Regions from separate parts of the Mus musculus genome. Here region 1 is linked to region 2. A link is a contact called in public Hi-C data. All regions are on one chromosome and are shown on one strand. Each heading gives the region's core, a stretch centred on a gene start, on an enhancer-like site or on the middle of the called end of the contact. The rest is flanking DNA. Distances are from core to core; before and after follow the strand shown. Region 1 overlaps Zfat (zinc finger and AT hook domain containing). Region 2 has its middle 360 kb from the start of Zfat.

Region 1 (3,911 bases), core at 1,172-3,671, 300 kb before region 2:
CCATATGACATTTTTGCATAGTTCTATAGTCCCGGGGCATTAGTACTGTTTTTTGTTTGTTTGTTTTTGTTTCTTTGCTTGTTTTTGAGACAGGGTTTCTCTGTATAGCCTTGCCTGTCCTGGAACTCACTTTGTAGAACCAGGCTGGCCTCGAACTCAGAAATCTGCCTGCCTCTGCCTCCCAAGTGCTGGGATTAAAGGCGTGTGCCACCACCACCAGGCTAGTACTGTTTTAATGTAGTATTTAACATGCAGTTTTATCATTAGTCTTTGCATGTTATTTTGACTTCGGTACAGGCCTCATCACATGGTTTGGGGGTGAAGAAGGACCGCTTTACATTTCAGCACATGTGGCTGTTGTCAGAATGACCTGCCACCTCAGGTCTCCCTGCTCCCTTCCAGCTGAGACTGTGTCCACCTTGCCTTTGTCCTCTTGGCCTCCACTGAGTCAGTAGTTATCCTGCTGTTCTCATGCAAAGCAGGCTTTAAAACTTTCAATCTGTGGCCACTCATGAGGAATGGATTCTCTATGTACATGGCTAGGTTATTGGCTATTTGTGTTCGTAGATGGCTGGGGTAGTCCTCATTCATATGATTAACTCACTCTGCATCTGGACTGTCCTATGTACTTAAATTATTTCCCACAGTTTATCATTTACTCTCTAATGTCTTTTGCATTTCTTTTCTACTCTTTTTTATACTAGCGTAGACAACTGTCATCATGTCCTCCAATGATGAAAATATACTTCTGTATATTTTTGTTTCTGGTGTGCTTTCATTCAGTCTACATATTTTAAAGTTATAATTTGGAAATTGTATTTCTCCATAACTTGAGAAGTAAGGACACACACACACACACACACAAAACCAATACATTAATGTAAAGAAATTCTTAATAAATATTATTTAGTTAATGAATTATTTAAAAATATAAGGTCTACAGAGAAGATAGGGTCTTGCAATTCAAAGTCTAAAAACCCCTTAAAATTAAACATTGTGCTTTGGAGTTGCAAAGACAGTGCAAAACGGCCCCATGTCCCCACCCCTCACACAGAGCCAAGGAGTATCAAGATTCCCAGTGTGCCCTGTGGTTCAGTCACTTGTTGCCTGTATAGATTTGTCAGCCATATTGCCAGCAGGTGGCAGAGTTGCCCTGTTCCCTCAAAGCTCACCTGTTGCTGCTCTTTTACCCACATTGGTCTCCCAACACTTGCCCACTGATCTAGTCTCCAAATCTGTGATTTTGTCATTCTGAGAATGCTGTGTAAACTGAACAACACAGTATGTGTTTCTGTAAGATTGGTTAAAAAAGAACTGGGCATTTAAGCTCCTTTTCTAATTTAGTCCCTGAGGAATTTAAGTCTAGCCAAGGTGTTTATCCAGTGTCCCCGTTGGGGGGAGGTAAGGAGCAAGATCTGCTCTTTCAGGCTGTGTCCTGAGCTACCACATTCCTGCCTTAGAAATCCCTGTTATCTCTGCCTTAGGGGGACAGAGCACACTCTTTCCCCAGGCCTCTGGCAGGGAGGGTTTCCTGTACCTTAGTAAGAAATCAAAGTTCCTCTGCAAGCTTCGTACTGTTGGCAGTACATTCTGTGATAATTAGGCAGTGACTGTAGCAAGGCAGGCAGGCACCGTCCTCCTCACAGGATTATCAGTATACATAGTAATAAGCCCCGTGGAAAACATCCTCATCCGTCACTGATCCCCGTGGCCTAAAAGGTCTTCAATTTCACAGATACCTAACGGGAAGGTAGAGCCTCGTTGTTTTCCCCACCTCTGGTCTGGGTGGACGCCTCTCAAGTCTGTAGAAGTGCCCTTATGCCCAGCTGCCTCGGGCTGAGCTCAACATACTGCACGGTGCTCCCTAGGCTACCAAGCACAACATTACAATCGGAAAATAGTCACATAATTCTTCCAGCACATGCACTGTAAAGAGCACTTCAGTGACATTTCAGAAATTGACCTTGACTCCAGAGCTTGTTAAAACAATTAGATGAAAGCAAAATAAGTGTTTTCTCTCTCTCCTCTGAACCCTGGCAAGTTAAAATAACATTTAGAATATGTATCCAACATTTATTTATTTTATTCTGCATTTCAATAGTAAGAGGAACTGGGAAAAGAGTTTTTTCCCCTGTTGTGATGAGGAACAGCTGGTGTTTTTGAAAAACATTTTTCAGCCTGCAGAAATCAATATGTGAAGCTTGTGAAAGTGGCTTCTGAGCCCCCAAAGTTTCCTATTACTGGGGTCATTCCCTGAAAAGAGAACTGTGAAACTCCCCACTGCTCTTGTTAAACATTCCTATGGAAGAACACACAGTAGTTTCCAGGTCTTCTTGAAGACACACTGTGTTCTCCTGGAGTTTTCGACTGTACTTCCTTCAGCTCTGTGCCTTATGACACAGTTGCTTGTGACAGTTGCTGGACACTTGATGAGGATAGTTCTGAGTTGCATTTGAGAGTCTGCAGGTGGCCTTCTGACCAGCACACATTTCTCCTTGGGAAAGTGAGTGATGGCTCTGTTTCTTTTTGCTGCCTTTTCGTTGCTTTTTTTTTCCCCCTCCTAACAACTCAGGGAACATTAGGAAAAGATAGCAGACTAGGACACCCCAAGACTGTCCTCAGCACAAAGGAGATCTGTTTGCCCAGAGGAACAAAGGACAGAGAATAAGAGACAAAGGCAGGAGATGGAAGAAGAGGGAGAAGGGGACAAGACCAGGGGAGAGAAGGAAGGAGTATTTGTCTTAGAGGACAAAGGACTGCCTCTGGATAGAGGATACTGATGTGGCCCATAGGCAAACGGCAGTTTATAAACGTAAAAGGGAGCCCCTGAGTTAGGATGAGGTGTTTAATTTTAACTGGGCATGCTAATTAGGTGAGCCAAAGGGGCTTTTGATTACTTCAGTACTCTGAGAGCTGGACCTTGGTAGTTAGCCTCAGGAGGAAGAAGGGGCCAAAGAAGGGAACAGGCTTTGGGAATCCAATCTAATAGTTTTTAGCAAGGCAAAGAGAATGAGGGAGAAGGGCAAAGCCTGCCAGAGCCCTGTTTGTCATGCTTGGACTGCCTAGAGTTCCTCCGGGAAGAGACACCAGTAGGCATCCGACTGAGCTCAGCCTTGGGCACCATGTAGTAAGGATGTGTGTTGTATGTCAGACTTTTTCCTATACAGACACAACACACACACACCAACTCACCCTAGATAGGGAGACCAAAGTTTGGATACCAACAAAGTCCAACTTGGTGAACCAGTAAGTTTTATTCCGGTTACTTATAGGAGCAGAAATGACTCAAAGCCAGAGCTGCACCACCAAAGCCCACCTCATAAAAGTAGAAAACCTGGAGCACACTGTACAGCCTGCAGGCCGCTCAGCGGGTTGGAGAGTCCTTTCCAGGTGGCTCAGGTGGTCTAGACCTCTTCCAGGCAGCTGGCTGGTTTCTGCTGCAGCATGTGGGCTTGACTAAGACTCTTCTGGGTGAACCCTTGTCTTGGCTTGTCTGAGAGTGACTCTCAGCAGGCTGGAAGGGTGGGTGTGGGCTCTTGAATCTGGATAATTGTAGGGACTTCCTGAAGCAGTTTGAGATGTTTCTTTCTGTCTTAGGGAGCTTCTCTGATGGATGAAATATTTTGATCCGAGAGCTCGCTGCTACATAGTGCTGTGGCCCTGCATGGTTCTTTCCCCTGGGATTCAGTTGCTGCAGCCCTCCTGCCTTCCCGCTCTACCTGCCTAGTCTTCTCTAATGCCCTTCTCTTCTGCTCATCACAGAACTGTGCCAGATTCTGCCCATAGGCATAGGGCATGGCTCAGGCCACTCCACCTGAGTGGAGCTCTGCTGACCTGTCCTTTAGCAACTTCTGGATTTTTGACCTATGACTGCCCCTGGACCCCTGGTCTTTTGTCATGTCCATGTAGAG
Region 2 (3,811 bases), core at 21-2,520:
AATGGGGTATTTAATCAACCCTCAATTTTCTCATTGGTAAAATCGGGATGACACAGGGTCGGTGAATATGAAATGCTTGCAAATGCTTTGTAGGCATCAGCCAGTTACCAGGTATGAGAGCCAAGCTTTGCTCTCTACCTGCAAAAGTGCAGAGACCTGTGTTTGGATTTGTCAGTCTAAGAGCCCATTGTCCTTAAAGTCCAGAGATGTGGTTTAGAATCACCTTTTCTGTGGGTGACCTTTGTGACTTGGGATGTATTACTTAATCTCTTTAAGACTTGCAGTGTCCTTAAAAGATCATAGCCACACACACTAGAACTATCTCTCAGTTGAAAGGATTGATTGTGACAGTACCAGAGACGTGCTCAGAATGCAGCCTAGCTTAATGTGATTATGTGTGTGTGTGTGTGTGTGTGTGTGTGATTATGTCTGGTAATGCATGCTTTAAATGGCTTATTCATTCATTCACGCACTCAAGAAACATCTTTTGATCATTTGTTTTATATTTTGTTTTATCCATTGACTTTTGAGTCAGGGATAAATAAAAATTTATTTTCTCAAGTAATTCTAATCATGACCACTTAAATTCCACCACAGCCCTCTACAAGAGGGATTTATTTCTTAGTTTTTCAATATGGAAATCTAAGGCTAAGAATGGTGAAGTCTTTTAATTATAGTAGTCAGGGTCAAACTTTGGAAAACTGGAAATAGAGCCAGGATTTCAACCAAAGACTTCCGAGTGTGCCTTTTTTGATTGAAGTCAGCTTGTCTAAACCCATCAGTGTGAATGACAGTTACAAAGCTGGCTAGTGTCTGTCATCCTTGTTTTGAATTTTTGCTGAGATTCTTGCTGTAACAGTAAGAGCATGTTCTTCTTCACACACATGAGGATGCTGAGGACACAGGATGTTATAAGCACCATAGTTTACAGACCTAGAAAGAGGCAGAGCCAGGAGACAATGCAGGAATCTGTCCTGTGCTCCATGGGGCTGCCTCTATGCTGAATATCTTATCCAATGGTCACTTCTGCAATGTCACTACTCTCTCCTGACCTAGGCCCAGATCTGCTTGTTGATTCCCTGACAGTGAATTTCTTCCACAGCTAGCCTTTGAGGTTGGGAAGAAGAGTGACAGACAGGAGTTTTCTCCTCTCTCTGTATGTTCACTTTGGCCAAGCTGACTCGTGATATTCATACAGGGTGGGGAACCAGAAAGAGCTGACTCCACCAGCAGCTGCACATGGTCCCAATCAGCACCAGGGGGCCCTGGGGGGTCTTCTTTCCTTTGCCAATCTACAAACAGATTGACATGAACTTGGCTGGCATGTCCTCTCCAAGTCCGGTGGGACAAGAGATGGGGCGTCATTCTCCCAACTTCTTTTCCAGATGGTTGAATCCAAGACAGAAAATGAAATGAGCCTGAAAATATGCTGCTTGGAAGAGCCCCAGGGTTCTGGAACATCATGATGGCTGGGCAAGAACGGTTCTCTCCCACGGAGTCAGGCTCGGTGGGACAGCCAGTGAGAAGAATAGATCATGCAATGAGAATGAAATTGCTTCTGGACGCAGGGCTTCAGCTCTGTGGTTTCAACTCCCATCAGCCAGCAGCACTGCGGCTTTACTCAAGCAGCACACTGTGCCATCCACTAAGCGAGTGCAAGAAGAGTCGGCAGAGGCAAAGTCTTCCTGATGAGTCCACAGCTGCATTTGGCAAGAGCACATTAGCTTGTGGAATCGGGCCGAAGAAGAGCCTCAAAATAATAAAAGGCAAGAATTTTGTTTTGTTCTTTTCTACAAAGTGAGTATATTCTACTTATATCACAGGTGAGAATGGTTTGAAGGTTAGCCATACTGAGGACCTACTGTGTGCTTACACAGGCCTATTCAGGATCTCTTCATTCTTTTAGAAAAGATGTTGTCATCAAGTGAATACACACTCAGTTACAGAAACATCGATGTTAGGTTACCCTGACCTAAAACAGCCAATCCTTGGCTGGGGTTTAAAGAATCAGAGGCAGAGTTCTGATGATGTGGCCTTGGATTCAGCTCTCTCCATAGTCAGACTCTTTCTTAAGATATTTCAATGTCTTTATTCAATCAGTATGAAGGGTGAGTGAGCTGAAAGCAGGCTTGATGCAAAGGACAGAGCCAACTTCAGACAGTATACTTTCTCCAGCACCAAAGATCTTCCTGCTGCTTCTGAATCGCTCTCCTGACCCCTGGGGCCAGTGCTGCCATGCTCAAAGAAAACGAAACACTCAATCTTCCTAAGATTTGCATGGGCTGGAATTTCCAGGAAACACTATTTCTTCCTAGGAGCAGCTCTAAAGCTGTGGGGAATATGAGAGGACATATTAAGACCTCAGCCCTCTTCTGCCTAGGGTTGGGATGATTCTGAGGTTGGATTTTAACTGTACTCCTCAGTTTATTCTTGGGACTAAGCTCTAGTGGCTCACTTTAGCAACTGTCTTAAAAACAACTCTTTCTGGTCCCTGATCCCGTCCTGGATCATGGTCCTTATTCCCTATCAATGTACCTTGTATTGACAATAGGCAGTTTGTTCTTCAATTCATTATGTAAAGCAACACTCACCAAACTGTCATGCATGGAACGGATCCAGTCTGCTGCTTGATTTAAATAAATAAGGTGTGGTTGCTTCAGTTACTTTTCTAGTGGCTAGAAAGAAGCAACTTAAGAAAGAAAGGATTTTGATCTCATGTTCAGATCCCACAGCACACCAGAGAGGGCATGGTGTAACCGAGGGACGACCATGCGTCATCTGCAGCAGCTGCAAAGTGAGAAAGCACCTCTTTCACATCTTGGCTGATTGGGAAGCAGAAAGCATGGGATCTGGATCTAAAGCAGGGCCTGGCCATAACCCTTTAAGGCTAACCCCTGGGGTTCCGTTTCTGCTGGCCAGACCCCACACTCAAAAAGGAGCAGCACCAGCTGGAAACAGGACCAGATGTCTAAACACGGGAGCCTGCAAGCAGGGATGATGTCATATGGTGACCATGGCCATGCATGGAGGGGATACTGATGAAATCACTACAATCACTAGTTTACAATGATGATGAATGGTTAAAAAGCCTTGAGAAGAGAGAATTTGTATAAAGGAAACTGACTTTGGAGGGAGAGCTGAAACCTCTAGTCATTGCTGAAGGAGGATCCTAAGAGTATACTCACTGCCTCACATACTTCCTGTTTATTTTTGATGAAGTAATAATAATTATTCCCCAAAGCTCTGTTAAGATGTTGCGGTCCTTGTACCTCCATGGGCTTTTCTTAATCTTTAAGCTCCAGGCTCCCACTCCTGTTATGTTCCTTCCCTTTCCCAGCCTTTATAGGACACAAAGCTCTGGCTCCTTTCATTTATCAGTCTGGGAGCTTCTGGAAGACTGAGCCCAGGCCTCACTCTCTCTGCTAGCTCCTCTAAGTTGAGAGGCATACTATTTTCAGCTGGCATCTCAACCAATGCTCTTTAAATCAAATGATGTTGCAATCCACCCACTCCTGCCAGCTTTCTCTTTTGGCAACCAGTGCTGTATGCACACAGAGCCAATGAGGCTGGAGGCGATCCAACTGCCATGGCCTCTGCCTTACCCACCACTCTCCCCAAGCTAGTTGGCTTGGATGCACATGAACTTGATCCTATGACCTTGAATTCATTATCTCTGCATGCCAGCTCCCTGAGTTAGTCAATTTGAGACAGATGGATGTTCGAAGCCAGTCACTGGCATCTTCAGCAACCGTTGCCTAGAGTTTAAACTTTCTTCTAATTGATTCTGATTATCCCTGCCTTGGCCTATTCA

The links. A called contact is a pair of places that touch in the nucleus more often than the background predicts.
Region 1: a contact with region 2 is called in a Hi-C map of 3T3-L1-derived adipocytes, with 4 times the contacts expected there. The contact joins two enhancer-like sites. A contact is called at or near these places in 5 of 484 Hi-C or Micro-C datasets (3T3-L1-derived adipocytes, the N1E-115 cell line, cerebellar granule neurons and 2 more) and 1 of 115 datasets of contacts at active chromatin or transcription factors (bone marrow-derived dendritic cells).

What each region holds. Positions count from the first base shown.
Region 1 is chr15:68,202,526-68,206,436 of GRCm38.p6, reverse strand. The region is part of intron 3 of Zfat (zinc finger and AT hook domain containing); the gene reads left to right. Among named protein-coding and RNA genes, the nearest start is that of Zfat, 54 kb to the left of the region's middle. Within about 2 kb of position 2,421, at least 27 of the 459 cell types and tissues checked have an H3K27ac peak or open chromatin away from gene starts, as enhancers often do. A contact at or near this core is called in 3T3-L1-derived adipocytes and uterus, where this site is marked.
Region 2 is chr15:67,898,965-67,902,775 of GRCm38.p6, reverse strand. No RefSeq gene overlaps it. Among named protein-coding and RNA genes, the nearest start is that of Zfat, 360 kb to the left of the region's middle. Within about 2 kb of position 1,270, at least 32 of the 459 cell types and tissues checked have an H3K27ac peak or open chromatin away from gene starts, as enhancers often do. A contact at or near this core is called in 3T3-L1-derived adipocytes and uterus, where this site is marked.